Regions from separate parts of the Mus musculus genome. Here region 1 is linked to region 2. A link is a contact called in public Hi-C data. All regions are on one chromosome and are shown on one strand. The core of a region is the stretch at or near the end of the contact, and the rest is flanking DNA. Distances in the headings are between cores, read along the strand shown. Region 1 has its middle 12 kb from the start of BC006965. Region 2 has its middle 64 kb from the start of Gm39461.

Evidence for each region. A called contact is a pair of places that touch in the nucleus more often than the background predicts.
Region 1: a contact with region 2 is called in a Hi-C map of liver, with 5 times the contacts expected there. The contact joins two enhancer-like sites. A contact is called at or near these places in 3 of 484 Hi-C or Micro-C datasets (all in liver) and 2 of 115 datasets of contacts at active chromatin or transcription factors (embryonic limb bud and liver).

The regions. Positions count from the first base shown.
Region 1 is chr11:112,719,881-112,725,942 of GRCm38.p6, reverse strand. No RefSeq gene overlaps it. Among named protein-coding and RNA genes, the nearest start is that of BC006965, 12 kb to the right of the region's middle. Within about 2 kb of position 2,907, at least 5 of the 459 cell types and tissues checked have an H3K27ac peak or open chromatin away from gene starts, as enhancers often do. A contact at or near this core is called in liver, where this site is marked.
Region 2 is chr11:112,218,185-112,224,050 of GRCm38.p6, reverse strand. No RefSeq gene overlaps it. Among named protein-coding and RNA genes, the nearest start is that of Gm39461, 64 kb to the right of the region's middle. Within about 2 kb of position 4,545, at least 2 of the 459 cell types and tissues checked have an H3K27ac peak or open chromatin away from gene starts, as enhancers often do. A contact at or near this core is called in liver, where this site is marked.

The DNA of each region.
Region 1 (6,062 bases), core at 1,658-4,157, 500 kb before region 2:
TAGCTGCTGGACTGCATTCCTGTATTTATGTATTATCTATCTATCTATCTATCTATCTATCTATCTATCTATCTATCTATCTTTATGAATGTCTGAAGAACGCTTCACTATTCATAGCACCAGAACATATGGTTTAAATGTAATTGCAACTTCCCTGTTTAATACCTATGACCTCTGGTCTTGGTGAGCCCTTTTATGACACTAGTTTAATGTAAGTGTACTATGATATTCTGGACAAAAGTGATTGGACCATCTGATTATAAAAATGATGCTCACTGTAAGAGAATTGAAAAACTCAGAAAAGAAAAAAATATTTATGGCCCCTTCTACCCATGTACAACAGCATAATGGGGTACACTAATAGATGCTGCTTTACACACACACACACACACACACACACACACACACACACAGAGGTAAGCCACAGGTATACATATCAGGCAATTCCATTATGTATATAAGTTGCATATGTCTGTTCACAATGTGCTTTGAACACTGCCTCATTTCAACCTGTGACTTTTTTTTGCATGGCTTTGAGGGTCTGGAGATAGAGCTTTCTAAGGGTCCTGCATACGACTTAGTCACTCCCAGCTGCTTTCAGGTTTTTACTATTATAAACAATGCTCTTCTGAGCTTTGCTGCCCGACCTTGCAGATTTTGTTAGATGGAATGAGATGACCCACGTGAGGCTCTTTGCTGCATGCTTAAAGACGTCCAACATGTCTCCTCTCTCAATGTTCTCTCCCTCCACCTTCTTTTCCCTATCTTCAACAAATTTTTCTTTTCCTTTAAAATTAAAAAAAACATCATTTCATTTATTAGTATTAGGGGTGTGTGTGTGTGTGTGTGTGTGTGTGTCTGTGTTAGTGTTGGTACCTGTACCGGGGCATGCCTTTGGAGTTCAAAGGTTAACTTTCTGAAATCAGTTCTCTCCTTCCAGTGTGCGATCCAACCATGGAATGCTGGTGAACAGGTTTATGTCCCAATTAGGTCAGTCTGTTTTTGTTTTTCCTATTTTGATGATAAAGCACTGGAAGGGTGACTCCTGATAGGCACAATTTCTAAGAGTGTGCTATAGGGCCACCAACCAGCTTTCTACCCCTTACTTCCCTTTGTTAGAACTTCCTTGTCACTGAAGTTGGTGCTGTGCCACAACGAGGACACACTCATGCAAGTCCAGCGTGTGTGCAGAACATCTCCTGCCCGAATACCATTTGCTGTTCCTTTGTTTTCTCCATGCTGTTGTCCGCAGTTGTCTTTTTTACCTTACACAATTTTCTTCTACTTCTGGGCCACATCGGTATACGTCATGTAGATATGAAACTACACAAACTCTAGGACCTACAAATGAGACCAGGAATGGCTTAATTCACTTCATGACTATCTCCGGTTATGGACATTTCCCTGCAAACATAACTTCGTTTCCATGTTTAAATGAAAAAAGACAAAAGCAGTCCCACTGTGTGTATACCACTGTTTCCTTACCCATTACCATCTTACTGGCACCCACCCCCACTTTGCATGTACAGACTTTGCATCCTATGGGTAAATTCCCAGGAATGATGTAGCTGGGTCATATAGTCGGTCTATTTGTGTTTTTTTTTTTTTCCTGATGTGCTTTCATACTGATTTCCATAGTGGCTGGACAATTTTGTTTTCCCCCAGAATTCAAGGCAATGTTTATTTCCATGTCCAGTAATGTGATGTGACCCTGCCTGCTGATTCAGGGGTGATGTCCCATCAGCCTCTGCCTTAATCTTAGCTCAGGTTCAAGTCTGAGAGGGGAGGAATGAAGGTATACCCCCCCAGCCAGCTATCTATGGGTAAGGAAGCAGGGAGAGAGAGAGAGAGAGAGAGAGAGAGAGAGAGAGAGAGAGAGAGAGAGAGAGAGAGAACAGGTTGAACAGGTTACCATGGTAAGTCCTTGCTGGCTGGGGTCACACAGCTTAATCCCTCCAGGGATCCACTTGGTTCCTGAGTGAATCCAAGCAGGGTACATTACCTGCTGCATTTGTTCTAGGGGTCTAGAATTATGTGTGTTGTGAAAGATGAAATCCAAACTCCTATCTAGTCATGATGTCCATCTGATTTTGTTATATTCATTACGTTTAGAGAACTGGATCTGTGCGTCCCTTCCTCCCCTCCCCCTTCCTTCCTTTCCTTTCCAGGCTAAGATGGAACCCAGGGCCTCAGGCATGCTAGGCAAGTGCGCTACCAGTGAGCTATCCTTCTCTAACCTGCTCCCAGTTTATGACTTAAAGTTTACCTCTTCCTTGCAACTGAAATCCTGCTCTGAACCCTAAATGGCTTGGCTAAAGTCTTACATCTTACTCTTGCTCTTCTCGATCCTTATCCCTGGGGGAGATAGAGTCTACTCTTAGCCACATGGCCTACGGAGAGACACACTTTTGTTCATCTGTCCTGTCCACTGAGACTTTTGCTTGCCCTCCCACCTATATGAGCTAACTCCCTCAAATGTATATGGTACGTCATATTATAGGTGCATTTTCCATTTCTTTCTGAGGTCTTATCTATGTCTCTTCTTACAGCATCAGTCAGGGGGCTAAGTCAACTAATCTTCTGGTTAGAGCCCATCTTTCCCAGAATCCCCTCTGCTCCTCCCGACCCTGGTCAGCGCTCCCAGGTTCTCAGCCTGCTCATAAAACAACACCCTGTGGAGTGCTCTGACTATGTCACAGTCATGAAGAGAAGCAGCTGGCAGGAAGTATGTTAAATACACCTGGCTCCTATGGGAATCACAGCGTTAAGCATTCCCACCCTCCAGGGCCACCGTTCACAAGTGAACCTGATTGAGTTTTCTTTGATTGTGTGTTTGCCTGACCTGATCAGAGAGTTTGGGCAGGAGTTTCTGTTGACACTTTCCTTCACTTTGGGTAAACTTTAAACATGGCTTATCACAACCCTGACACATCAGAAAGGCCACATTTATCCCTCCTGCTTCCTACCTCTTCCCTTTATGAGGAAAAAAAAAAGGTCTAAAGGCTTTGGCGTTTTGTGCACGGGAAGAAAGTTGTTGGGGAGGTGATTTCTGGTGATGTAGTCTGGGCAGCTTTAAGTTATGATCACTACGAATTGATCCTCACTTTTATCTCCATCTTCATAATTATTTTTACCTCCCATAGGATAGGTATTCCTCAGGGAGATGCCACCATGTGGTTCTAAACCTTAGGGCCTGAGTCTGTGTCTTTGTGAGGTGCCTCAGGCTTTAAGATGACTATGCCGATGGGACAGGGCTGTCCAATCTCAGACTAGACAGATGAAAGCTCTTAAAGGTCTCTTCTCTGGTCCAACTCCTTACACAGAGCAGAAATTCTCCCCACCTCTCTCTTTCTCCCTGAGTACACACACACACACACACGTGTGTGTGTGTGTGTGTGTGTGTGTGTGTGTGTGCACTTGTGTGCTTGCACATGCACGTGCATGTGTTCATATGCAACCAATACCTGTAAAGGCAGAGGACAGCCTTGGGTGTCATGTGGTACGTAGGATGCCAGCTACCTTGTTCTTTTGAGACAGGATTGCTCACTGACCTGGAAGGTGTTGCTGAGAACGGACATCTTCTCATCACTGCCTCCCCGGCTCTGGGATTAAAAAGACGTGCACCCTACCTGTTTTAATCTCCCAGGTATGTTCTTGGGGTTGAACTCAGATATTCATGCTTGTGCATCAATCATTCCCACTTGACCCATCTCCCCAGGCTAGACTTTTAGTCTGTAGCACCTCACAACACCAACCATTGGTCTGTGTACATGGATAGAATAATCCACTCTGGGTTCAGTCTCACCGCGAACATCTTCTCCTCAAGTACCGCCACACTACCAATTACAGACCACTAAGAGTAAAAGTAGAAAACATTGTTGTGTTCACACTGAAGTTTATGTGAGTTATTCCTCAGCATGGATGTGACTGGACTGTGGGATAGGAGACTCGATAAAGCCCAGGATTTTCCTTCAGGAATCCAGTCTCTATATCTAAGTGTATAAAAAAAGATATTCAAAGCAGGTTTCCTACTAACAGTGATTTGTAACCTAGAAGGTGAGGAGTAATGGTCACCCAAACACTGTAATGATGATGATGACGGTGATGGTGGTGATGATGATGACGACGATGATGCTGTGTCTTGAATCCATCCTGGCAGTGACTGACTTGAGCTAGCTCAGATCTCATCCAGGGCACACTGAGGTTTGTGGATACTCCACTCATATTAATACCTTCCTTTGAATACTTCCTTATTATTTTTTTTATTTGTAATTATGTGTATGTGTTTGTCTAGGCGTGCACATGAGAGGCAAGAGACATTAGATCCCCTGGAGCTGAAGTTACAGGTGGTTGTGAGTCACCTGATTCCTGGTGTTGGGAACCAAACTCAGGTCCTCTGCAAGAGCAGCATGGCTCTTAGCCACTGAGTCATAGAGAAACAGAGAAGCCATTGCTCAAGTTCACACAGCTAAGAATGAGGAGAACCAGGATTTGTGCTCAAATTGGTTGTCTTTCAAGTTTGCAGCTTTTTTTTTTTTGAGGAACTAGATAGATGTAAGTTCAGAAGAGAGAAATGACACACGAGAAAGTCTGGACTTCCATGTAAGTGACTCATCACTCATCTCCAGTGTGGGCTTTCCTGAGTGTGCTTCCAGGTACCAGGGAGGAGGGAACAACCATTGTGATCTATTGGTGGCCGCCGGCAAGTTACAGGCGGAGAGTTCATAGTCAACTGGACCTTGACGTTAAAATGGCAGTCTTGTACACATTTGCTTTTAGCAGGTGACAGTGAAAGAAAAGAACAAAATCAATGGATTATAATTACAGAACCCTGAAATTTCATGTTACACCTGAGTATAATGAGAATCCATGTATGTTATGACAACCGCAGATTAGTAATTTATCTCTCGCCAAATGGCAGGGTGGTTTACGATGTTGCCGGTTTGTTAACTCTTACAGAAAGCACAGATAATGTGTCAGATTGCCCCATGAGTAATAGCCTGGTTTTATGATGCAGGATAAATCAATCACACAGGTTTTTTGTGTTGGCTTAATGAGGTTAGGTCAGCAAGCACAGAGCTTGGGAAAATGTTGTTGGTCAACAGCCTCCAAGTGCTGACACAGGACCCTTGCAGGGCTGGGATTGGTTGGAGTGAGTCCCTTGCAGATTGCCTGTGGGTGGGTGGCAAAGGTCTAGGCTCTGCTTTAGGAATTACCACTCAAGAAGTCAAGAGTCCTAGCACAGAGACGAAGCTGCAGAGAGCCTTTGGAGGTTAATAGGTGAGGGGTTAAATCAATGAAATCAATAAGAACCAAACGAAAAACAACACGTTCAGAAGCTGGCAACCCTTGTCAGTCCCCTGAGGAATGGCGGTTGTGTTTGGAAGAGCCAGCTCTTGGAATATCACAATGGCAGATGCCCCCCCCCCCCCCCCCCGCCTCCGCCACCTGAGGCGCAGTTACTTGTTTTGAGGGCGCTCTTCAGTGACGTCCTAATCTTTCTACTTCCTTGGCATTGCTAGAACCTTCCTTCAGCCAGGGTCATAGGGAAGGAAGACATTCCATTTGCCTGTGCCCTCTGTACCCTGTGCTTTCTCTAGATGAGTTAGGAACCGCCTCTGATCTCCCTCAGACATTTGCTTGTGAGAAAAGATTAAAGGTCCCCAGGAACGTCCCACCTGAGTGCACACCCCCAACTACACGTCCCGTGGAGCTATCCCATCGGCCTTTCTCTGGAATGGACTGTCTGTGAGAGCGTCACACACCAGCAGCAGTTCAAGTGATCATATAGGTCGTGCTTTGTTAGGGGAGCTATCAGAGAAAGTGGAAAGAATCAGAGAAGTATAGGGCGGCCTGATATTTAAGTTTTCTCTGTGTCAGCTGTGTCTTGCCTTTGTCGATGCAGCCATGATCCCTCAGGACACTCAAGTTGAGTCTAAGAAGAATTTTCCATGGCTGTGCGTGTGCGCGCACGCGAGTGCGAGTTTCATTTCATGCTTCTACTATGTCCTTTCTAGGCAGAGACTTAGACTGACCATCTATGGCAAACATTAAGATAAACT
Region 2 (5,866 bases), core at 3,296-5,795:
ATATTGTTTCTTCTTTAACCACCAAACTCTAGAAACTCATTGAGCAAATCTCTCCTTCCTATGGAGGTCCAAGAAAAGGTGTGTATTAATCTTCTGGCTTCTTCTTCTTCTTCTTCTTCTTCTTCTTCTTCTTCTTCTTCTTCTTCTTCTTCTTCTTCTTCTTCTTCTTCTTCTTCTTCTTCTCCTTCTTCTCCTTCTTCTTCTTCTTCTCCTTCTTCTTCTTCTTCTTCTTCTTCTTCTTCTTCTTCTTCTTCTTCTTCTTCTTCTTCTTCTTCTTCTTCTTCTTCTTCTTCTTCTTCTTCTTCTTCCTTTGGAGAGGAAAAAGAAAATCAAGAAAGTCAAGAATTAAACAATGTACATTGAAGAAAACAAGAATATAGTATGCTGGTTTCTAGTGAGCATCTGAATAGGGCAGGCTATCAACTTCTATAATTCCAGCCCTGGAGGATCAGCCACACTCTTTTGGCTTCTGTAAGCAATGTACCTATAGAGTACACAGGCATCTGGAAAAAAATAAAATTATATCTATAATTGGAGAGGTTTTAGTGGGCATATTGTTTAGAAAACACTCCGTAGTCTTCCACAGAGAGAGAAAACTGGAAACTTCACAATGTTTTATCCTCCAGTGATGTAGCAAGTCTCGACCTTTTGTGCCACCATTGATTTCCCTAAAGTAATCTTCATGAGCCCTGTTACCTGTAGAAATCACTCACTTAAGGTCACACAAAATTCCATTTTACTATCAACTCTGCAAATGTCTCACCCAATCCCTCTCTGTTATGCCAGCTGTATGAATTGAACCCATACTGGCTAATTCAGACAAAGGAAGGGTGTCATTAGGAGCCCATCGAGACACTTCAGTCTTGCACTTAGTAGGTTTTCAACATGTATTGATTGGGTGAGGGGAGGCTACGCTGTGGTCAGTGTTCAACTTTTCCATCGAGTTTATTACTTATGGTTCCAAGCGTATTGCACAAGAGAAGAGAGCTACAGGTATAAAAACAGTTTATCCCTAATAGCTGGGTTGGAGTTGTTGTATATGGAACACCATGAATAGAAATATTGACAGCATATCCTGAAGCCCTCATGCTTAGTATTTACAGATCTTTACTTGGGAATAATACCTCAGCTTCCAAAGAGGAAACCCAGGAGCCATTTAGCACCATAAAAAAAGCACTCCTAACAGAAGTGATCACCTTGGTAGCTGTCAAGGGAAAGTGTCTTTGTTTTTGGTGGATTGCAATGAATAGACTCAGCCTTTTACCAGACAATATGCGATTGTTATTATGAAGCCAACTGGACAAAGGGGAAGAGCTCCTATGCTCCTGGGAACCAGAGGGATTGGTTGAAACAAGATTTAGTAAAGGGATTATTCTTCGTTCTGATATTTTCCTACCAGGTTTGGATCCGATTCAGTGGTCACCCTGAGAACGACTTAGGTTTCCTGCAATAAATTCTGAGGACACAGACAACCATCTTCACATGGCCACAAGGAGTGAATGTGCCTGCTTTACTTAATGTCTTCAGTGTTTGTAATGACAGGTTCTGCTGTCAATCTAAATGAGAAGCCTGCATAGAAATATCTCTTAAACATGGCTTCTCGATGGTTTAGGTTCTCAGGCCCTTTGTTCTGCTTAAATAACAATAAGAGAGACAAAGGAAAATTAATAACTTACTGGGGTTACACAGTCTTTACTAGAGATATGATTTATCAATATTTGTTACAACAGTAATAACAAGGGAGAAATTAAAATGTACATTGATTAGTATATTTATAACACAAATAAGCATTTGTATGTTAATCTAAGTACCATTCTTTTAATGAGAAAGATTTATGCTTATCAAATGTAATTTAAAAAGTATAATGTGAATACTTGTGGAAATCTAATATCAGGCTTTTAAAGAGGCAACTGAGGAGGCTGGAGAAATGTGTCAGACAATAAGCTTGTTTGCTGTTCTTGCAGAGGATCCACATACCTTTTCAGTGTTCACAATTGCTATAACTTCAGCTCCAGGGGATTCGATGTCCCCTTCTAGACTCCAAAGGCACTCATGCATAGAAGCAAAAATACACCCATGCTCACACATAATTCAAACACACACACACACACACACACACACACACAGAGAGAGAGAGAGAGAGAGAGAGAGAGATATCATCTTAACCCTCCTGAATGGGTCTTCCAGCCCCTATCATGTTGTTCCATAGTGTACATGGTCATGGGAAGAATATTAGTTCATTAAGTTACTTAGATCTATTAAATATTGACAAACCTCATTGTATGAGACAGTCACACTGTTTTGCCATCAGCAGTCATGGCAAAGGGTCTGCACTAATGACATGCTGTCAAGTGTGTGCGATAGTGATGTTTCCTCCCCACGTCTTCATTTTTCACTGGAAAGCTTATATTTTATGGTTAGAATAAAGCCTGCTCTACTGGTACCATTGCTTAGCATGCAACATCTATAGTTTAACATTGCAAACAAACGCTGCCTCTTGTTTTCCTGGGAGTGACAGATTTGTTGCACTCATTTTGAAAAACTGTCTGCTAAATATCCACATCTGAGTGATCATAATTAAGCTCTTTTTTTCCAAATAAAAGTGTCATTTTTTTTGAAACTCTGGTCTATAGTTTATTTTAATTCCCCTTAGTTTTCAATGCAGAAAGTAAGAAAAAGTTATACTTGTCTGAACTGATTACATGCAGTTGGAAAGAGGCATTATGAAAATTCTAGATATAGCAACAATCAATGATTTCTATTACTTTATCAAAATTTGCATGAAATTGCCTTTTTTGGGGGGGGTGGTTTGAGACAGGGTTTCTCTGTATAGCTCTGGCTGTCCTGGAACTCACTTTGTAGACCAGGCTGGCCTCGAATTCAGAAATCCACCTGCCCCTGCCTCCCTAGTGCTGGGATTAAAGGCATGTGCCACCACGCCCGGCCTAAAATTGCCTTTTTTTAAAAGAATGAAATTGTCTTGATTAATAGCAAAGGACTTAAGTGTGGGAATTCTGTGCACATGAGAAACACAGGGAACATGTTCAACCATATGTCTGCATTATCATAAAAAGTAATTTTTAAGTAATTTTAATTACATTCTCTCTCTTTCTCCCCCCCCCCCCCGTGTATGTCCTGGTCTATATAATGAGTTCAAGGCTAGCTTGCTCTGTGTGAGTGTGTGTGTACTCTGTGTCCTGTTACTTATGTGGAGGCCAAGAAACAACTTACATGAGTCAATTTTTTATTTCTACCAAGTGGTTTCTAGGGGGAAATTCAGTTCCTCAGGCATGACTGCAAGCTCCTTCACCAAGTGAGCCATCACACAAGGCTCAGAACTTAACTTCTTGGAAAAATGTAAAATCGTTTCTCCTGGAAAACTCTGGACTATAATTTGAGGTAGCAATTTGTTTTGTGAAAATATTCTTTCTTTCTTTCTTTCATCCTTTCTTTCTTTCTTTCTTTCTTTCTTTCTTTCTTTCTCTCTCCCTCTCTTTCTTTCTTTCTCTCTCTCTTTCATTCTTTCTTTCTTTCCTTATCTTTCTTTCTTTCTTTCTTCCTTCCTTCCTTTCTTTCTTTCTTTCTTTCTTTCTTTCTTTCTTTCTTTCTTTCTTTCTTTCTTTCTTGTTTTCTTTCTTTCCTTCTCTTTCTTACTTTCCTTTTCTTTCTTTCTTTCCCTTTCTCTCTCTCTTTCTTTCTTTCTTTCTTTCTTTCTTTCTTTCTTTCTTTCTTTCGTTATTTCTCTCTCCCTCCCTCTCTCTCTCTTTCTTTTTTTCTTTCTCCCTCCCTCCCTTCCTCCTCCTCGTTCTCCTCCTCTTCCTCCTCCTCCTCCTTCTTCTTTTCTCTCTCTCTCTCTCCTCTCTCTCATTCTTCTTAAGTAAAAGCAGGATGATCTCTGACAGTTGAGGAAGGCAACACACTATCATAAACACTATACCAGCACTTACTGTAAGTTGGGGACTGAACGATTTTGTGTTTTGCTGAAGTAGATATTTCTTACATCTGTATCCCAGGTGACCTAGTCCAGGGTCCCTTCTACTAAATTTCTCTGATAATTTATCACTCTCTGGATTTGGAGGGAGGGGCACAGCAAACAGGTAGCTATGGGGAAGGAGGACAGCTGGTCCGCTCTTCGTACTGTGTCTATGTGTCAGTGGATGATAACAGTTCCCGTGACTTGATAACACCAGTATACTTTGTGGGGGTGATTTGACTCTAAATAGTATTCATCTCTCAGGCCTCAGCTTTTAGGGAAACCTCTTACTTTATTCTCTTCTGCCTGCCTACTGGTATTTCTGGTTAAATTCAGTCACCTTCTCTGGGAAAGTAGTTCATTACCCTTGAAGCAAAGATACATAGATACATACGTACATACATACATCTTAGAAAGAGCAACAGCCAAGCTACCAATAGACATGGATCAAATGAGCTTGGGGCAGATACTGGCAATGTCTCAGAAATGTTTTCCTGATTTCCAGGGAGATTGCTCATATGAAAACTAAATGATGCTTGCCAAAGCTTTGGCTGATTCCAGGGTGAGATGTCCAAAGTCTACAGTATAAACTGTCTTTCCCAGTTAGTTCAGCCAAATCAGGATGGTGGAAAAGTCAGACTGTGGTAGGGCCGATTGGTGAATCCTGACTCTATGAATACATGGAAAATTGAAGTTTCCAGGGAGGTGTAATTGGCACCTTAGAGGAGAGCCAAATTAACTTTTAAAAAGCCGAGAGAGACTAACAATCCCTGGAGAAGACTAATTTTGGAAGCAAACCTGTTAAGAGGACACTGGTCAGTCCAGAGGACAAGTGGCCCAATGACCTAATTACCAACTCGCAGGGAAAAAATGAAACCAGTCCTTGGAAAATTGCGTCAATATCATGACCTTTTGTGGGCACTATTTTTAAAAATACCCATGGCTATCCTGAAAATGTTCCTTTCTTCATGACTAACCACATGCTGAAGGCCAGTTTCATTTTCAAAATACAATAACAAAGTTCTTCATGTTTAAGGAGAATCCCACTGAAAGTTCTAGGCTTGAAATTAATTGAGTAGTTAATGAAACGAGTGATTATAGCTTCCCCTGAAAATTCACTTGTGTACAGATGTGATCAGCTCCTCTCATTAATAGATTGGCAGGCCAGGGAGTCCATCCATTTTTTTTTCAGGCCAGACCTCCCTTGCAAGAACATTATTATTTACTGTTGCATTCAAATGATCTAACAAGTGTTGGGAAGAGAGCTCAGTTAATTATATGTTTATGGTGTAAGCATGGATATCTGAGTTCAAATTCCCATCAACCTCACAAAATCTGGGCAGCATGATACCCATCTAGATAGCCTTGAGACTTTGAGGAGGAGGGGCAGACACAGGAGACACCCTAGAGTTCAACAGAGACCTGCTTTAGATAAAAAAAAAATAACTAGAAGTTCAGTGAGATGTGCTGTCTCAAAAACTAAGCTGAAGAGGGCCTGAGAAAGCAATTCTATGTCAAACTTTGGCCTACGTGTACACATACACACATGTGCATGTGCACCAACACATACATATAAATACATCACATACATGTACAACACATATACACACTTAAGCACGTGTACACACATATCACACATACACAAGAATAAATGAATAAACAAATAAATACGTGTTCTATCAATTTCTCTTATCTGGATAGATGCCTTTAGTCCCTCTACCTTTAAAAAGAAAGCCAGAAACATGACCCTAAAAAGGAGTGGGAAATTGTCCAATGGGCCTTACTCCAGTGTGTGTGTGTGTGTGTGTGTGTGTGTGTGTGTGTGTGTGTGTGATCATGATCCTGGAGCCACAGAGGGAAATGCATCTACGTGCAGGTAATGTGACGCCGGAT